Regions from separate parts of the Rattus norvegicus genome. Here region 2 is linked to region 1. Evidence: chromatin contacts called from public Hi-C data. All regions are on one chromosome and are shown on one strand. Each heading gives the region's core, a stretch centred on a gene start, on an enhancer-like site or on the middle of the called end of the contact. The rest is flanking DNA. Distances are from core to core; before and after follow the strand shown.

Evidence for each region. A called contact is a pair of places that touch in the nucleus more often than the background predicts.
Region 2: a contact with region 1 is called in a Hi-C map of prefrontal cortex, with 2.1 times the contacts expected there. The contact joins two enhancer-like sites. A contact is called at or near these places in 2 of 12 Hi-C or Micro-C datasets (frontal cortex and prefrontal cortex).

The regions. Positions count from the first base shown.
Region 1 is chr13:79,460,045-79,462,801 of GRCr8, reverse strand. LOC120096206 (a long non-coding RNA gene) reads left to right here. Exons shown (of 4, transcript XR_005492368.2): 4 at 1-120. Among named protein-coding and RNA genes, the nearest start is that of Atp1b1, 120 kb to the right of the region's middle. Within about 2 kb of position 1,416, at least 34 of the 93 cell types and tissues checked have an H3K27ac peak or open chromatin away from gene starts, as enhancers often do. A contact at or near this core is called in prefrontal cortex, where this site is marked.
Region 2 is chr13:79,563,395-79,566,151 of GRCr8, reverse strand. No RefSeq gene overlaps it. Among named protein-coding and RNA genes, the nearest start is that of Dpt, 92 kb to the left of the region's middle. Within about 2 kb of position 1,416, at least 20 of the 93 cell types and tissues checked have an H3K27ac peak or open chromatin away from gene starts, as enhancers often do. A contact at or near this core is called in prefrontal cortex, where this site is marked.

The sequences.
Region 1 (2,757 bases), core at 167-2,666:
TTTTTAAGCATGTGAAACTCCAGCACCGCTATGTGCCTGTTATGGAATGGAATTAATTTTGTTTTTATTTCTGCATTCAGAAATAGATTTTTCTGAATAATAAACATCCAGTAATGCTTATCAACTCTGTTTGACGTTAACAGTATGGAATGAGGAAGACTGTGATAAGCTGAGCCCCTGAGAATAATGCTGTTTAAACTTTCGCATGAAGGCGAATGGCCTGTTGCTGGGTCCGAGGCTCAGAGAGTTTTGAATGAGTACACCAGGGCCCTGGAGATGTTGTATCCTTAGCAAGTTCCAGAGAACTGGTCTAAGTTAGATGCTACCACAGTTAGAGAACAGAGGCAAGTCGTTGTCCTCTCCACTTACATGTGCATAGATGCCTCTAAAACTATGTAAGCTGGGCTGGAGACATGGCTCAGTGGCTAAGAGTCCTTGCTGCTCAGGTGTGAGGATTTGAACTCAGATCTCCAGCACCTATGCACAGAGGTCTAGGTGTGGGCTTGTGAAACGATGACCCCAGTGCTGGTTGGGAGAGGGGCAGAGACTCAAGAGGATGTCTGGGGCGTGATGGCCACAAGCCTAGCCCCGAAATGACAAGTCCATGTTCAGAGAGAGACCATACCACTAGGCACTAAAGTAGAAAGCAACAGAAGAGGGCACCTGACCGCCTCCTCTGGCCTGTGCCTGCTCAAGTGGGTACGCACCTGCTTGAGCGTGTACATGCAGCCCCACAAGTGCACACACACAAACTGAGGCTTTCTGTATTCCCACAGCAGGATAGATCATTGAAGAACCAGGGTCACCTGAATTGGAGTTGGGACCGTGGGTGGGTCCAAGAGGGCAGTGTGAACATCCACAAAGCTACCAGTGGCTGCCAGTCTGTGGTCCACGTGAGTCCACAGTTGCTGTCCATATCGCCCAGGGGTATGCTGTGCCCCCACAGCAGTGGCATTGCGGTGGCCTCTTCAAAGCTGAGACCGCTGAGCCGTAGACGAATGACAGCAATTTGGGGAGACTTTCAGCTTTTTAGCTGTCACAGATAAGTATACAGTGAATGTTCCAGAAAAGAACGAACCAAAGAAACAAGATGGGAGCTTGCCATTCAAGCTCAGCCTCAATGCACGTCTGCGAGCTCACCACCCTCCTCCAACTAAATTACTACCCCTGTGTGCCTCCCACACAGAGATACCAGTGTTGCCAAGGAGTGTGGGTTAAAATGCAACCCTGGTGAGCTCATCCACTTCAGTAAAAATGTGTATGAGATTTTATGTCGACAGCAGGGCAGAATAAGTGGTTTTTGCAAGCCTGGAAATAAATTATTGGCTGTCTAAACATCTACCAAATTTAGATGCCAGCGGAACTAAAGACTTCTTCCTCCTTTCTTTTCCTGTTCCTCCTCCTTTCTCCGTTTTCTCTTCCTCTGCCCATGCTGTCTCCTTCCCCCTCATCCCCGCCCCTTGGAACAATCAGGGCTTTTAAAGCACTGCTTGGCCCCATCCTCAACAGTACTCCCTCTTCTCTACTTCAGAGGCAGAGCTACAAAGATGCTCACATGCTCTCCCCAGGCTGGGGTGTTGCAAATGTCCTACTATATTAGCACTCACTGTGGATTCTTACCTAACTCGTTCTTACCTAGGATGGCTGAAAATAACAGGTCCCCAGTTCTAACATTTACCAGACACAAGAGCCCTCTTTTCCATCAACTTAATGTTTGTCTATCTGTTTGTTGGCAATATAAGCCCACTGATGTTCTTTTTATTTTTCAGATTTGGTAAGAACTTATTCAATATCTCTCCCCTTCTTCCTTCCTTTCTAATAGAGCAAACGACTACAAAGTCCTTTTTGTTTCTGTGCTGGAACTGCCATTTCTTGTTCCTGGTTCCTTTTATTACAAATTTGTATTGATGAATTGAGGTCTGTGGTACTGAAAAGACAGCTCAGCAATTAAGAGCACTGTCTGCTCTACCAAAGGACCAAAGTTCAATTCTTACCACTTGCATGGCAGCTCATAACCACCTGGAACTCCAATCCCAAGACCCAAAGCCCTCTTCTGGCCTCTGTGTGCACTACACACACACACACACACACACACACACACACACACACACACACACACACACGGTGCACAGGTAAAGACATAGATAAAACATCCACACATACATATTTTTTTAAAAGATAAATTGGGAGGGTTGGGAGTTTAGCTCAGTCTAGCAAGTGCAAGGCCCTGGGTTCAATCCTCAGCTCCGGAAAAAAAAGATAAATTGGGGTCTTGTATGATAGTTGAAATATACATATAATAATTAATATAAGTGAGTAAATGTGTAGATGGACACATATTTACATAAACATGTATATCGTCTCAAAATCATGATTCATATAGATGCTGTTAATACAATCTAAGCTTTTGAGATTTTTCCTTGCCTACCCCTTCCATACATGTCCTTTGACCACAGTGAGTTACTTTAGCTCTCAGAAGATGCATACAGTGGCTCATATTCTTAGTCCTATAAAATAGCAAAAGTAGACTCAGACTTCTTTGTCCATCCAGGTAGAAGAAGGAATTCTACTCAGAAGTTTAGAATCTCCTAGCTTCTCTCCACTGTTGAAGACTTAGGATATATTGTAAAGGCCATGTTCATAACTATCTGGTTTCCTCCTTCTGTGTGGTTACACAAATTCTCTGAAGTGTCCTGAAGGTCTGCTTGCTTCGGCTTACTCTCAATGAAGGTCTTTTTCTCCTTCCCTCCTGTTTGC
Region 2 (2,757 bases), core at 167-2,666, 100 kb before region 1:
GAATGAGAACTCCCCTTGCCCATGGGTGTAAGGATATGTGTTTAGAATACTGTTAGAAACTACATTGACATAGGAAAATGGAAGGGGGTCTTTTTTTTTTAAATCAAATACCTCAATTCTATTGTTGAATTCTGACACTTATTTTCATTTGTTCTTTCCTTTGGATTTAATTAGCTGTGTTTGAATTTTCAGACACTGAGTTTTAAATTATGAGTTTAAAGGGAAAGTGATCAATCTTTCAGTACGTGGGAATATCAGTGCTTCAGGAAAAGTTTCTTCTCTGTTGTTTCTATCATTTCTGTTACCTTTTAACTGTTACTTTAAGTCACAACCATGTTGTTCATTGGATGGAGAGCCCCGAACAAATCATTTTCTTTCTCAAGAGTCTGCTTCCTGTCAGAAAACCTATTGCTATGCATTTCTATCCACTTCAGGCAATGCTGTAATGTGAAGAAGTGTCGGGAGGAAGAATAGTATTACACACACCATAGCTGGTTCTGAAAGACCCCAACAGAAATAGTAAGGCTTTCCAAAGCACAAAAAAACAGAGTTGGGCAATGTGCCACCACAAGAGAGGTGATGAGAATTCATACCTGGTTCAAGGACCTGAGCTCAAGTGGCCCTTCTTGGTGTGGAAACAGGACTGCTTTGTGAGGCTTTTTATTAAGATCTCTACCCAACAAATGCCTCTCTCCTCTCCCCATCCCAGAAGAACTCCTGATCCTTCTCTCTACTTGTATTTTCTACTTTGGCTGTGAGAAATACCACTTCCTTTCAGTCAAAGAGGGATGTTGTTGGTCTTTTATGAATAAGGAAAGTGTGTGTTCTCTATAAGTTCTTCCATTCCTAGTGGACTTGTGGCCAAAATACCTGAGGACTTGCTAGTCATTACCAAGAACAAAGTAAATCTTCAGATTCACGAGAGTGAAGTGAAAGGAAACTATCTATGGCTTGCCTTCCTCCCATGTCATCTCTTACTCTCGTTAACTAAAAACCATCAATACTAAACCTCATCATAAGATTGGGCAGAGCTCAGTTGCAAAACCATGGACCTGGGGAAAAAACAGCCGAGCTGAAGTGAAGATATATGAAAGAAGGAATTGCTGGTTTTAGAGACTAATATGAATTTGCATGGCGCTCTCTTGGTTTCTGTGCAGATTTATTGAAAACCTGGGAATGATGGTGTGCTTAGAGAATGCACTCACGCCTCTCTCTTGCTGCCTCTGATAGAAGGCAGGCTCGTCATCTGTCTCTACTGGCAGGGACTGCTGACACTCTGCGGTTTTTCTACCACGGTATTTAAATGAATCTCAATAAAATCAAGATTCCTTTTATATTGAGATTACTCATCACTCCTGCCTTCCAACCTCCTAACATTTTTCCACCTCCAGAAGCAGTTGTACCTAGTGGGAGGAGGGAATCTGGGACACATTACTTTGTCATTCTGTGCCTTCCTGTCCCCTGTACATGGGAGAATAATCATACATCTCTGGAGAATATCCCTTCTGTTACATCCTCCCCCAACATGTCATAGTTCCCTTTTTTCTCAGGCATCACTTCTGTGAGGAGTGGATGGGTTTCTGTGCTTCCCAAGGCCTATAGTCTTAAAAGAAGGGACTGTGTCTTGCTTTTATCACTCTATTGTTTGCCTCTATCTCAACACCTGACATCAAGTATACAGTTTTGCCTAACCCAGGGACAAAAAACACAGTCAGTTTCTCACTATCCATGACAGCCAATCTTTATAAAGTCATTGCAAGCAGTGAATTAGCTAATGATAACTGATGGCTCCAAGAAGACCTGTGGGTGTCTGGTCACATTTCTGTCACCTGATCAATACACAACCTTTTGATTCTGATTAAAGGTACCTGGTTTGATATGTACAGGATTTATGTTTACTGACATTGGGCTCACAGTCATTTGTTCTTGCTCGAATGATGTCCTTCACACTCCAATTTCAAGCCTCCATTCAAGTTTGAGTTCTGGATGGCTGATTTTTTTTCCCAGTCTTCCCCTCACTTGTTCAACTCCCTGACTTCCTTCGAGGTCTTTCAAGTCACTCAATTATCATTGTCCTAGATGTATTTCTGTTGCTATAATAAACACTATAACCAAAAGCAACTTAGAGGAGGAAAGGATTTATTTCAGCTTACACTTTCATGTCAGGGTTTAGCACTGAACTATGGTCAGGACCAGAAACAGAGACACGAAGAAAATGGTACTGCCTGGTTCTCACGGACTCACTCTAGTTTTCTAATATAACCCAGGCCTACCTGCCTGACAATGAAAAATCCAAAATGGACTAGGCCCTCCTACATCAATCAGTCAATACAAGCTCTTACAGACATGACCTGGTCAGTTCCTCAGCTGCAGTTCCCTGCTCCAAGTAGATTTTAGTTGATATTTAGTTAGAATAAAATACTATCTAGTATAATTACTATGGTCATGATTTCCTTAAAAAAATAAGATGAGACGATGACCTTGAACTTCTGCTCCTTCCACTTCTACCTGCCAAGTTCCAGGATTATGGTGTACCCCACTACTTCCTACTTTTATTAAACAATGTTGAGACCTTAAACCAAGGTTTTGTATATTGCAGACAAGTGCTCTACCAACCAAGATCTATCCCAAGCTATCTTGTAAGATAGCTTCTCAGATACACTGACAAAGAAAAATTCCTCTCTCATGAGCTATAATTTGTGACCACATTTTAGTGATCATTACAGTTATATCAAAGTTATTTAGACATTCTTCATT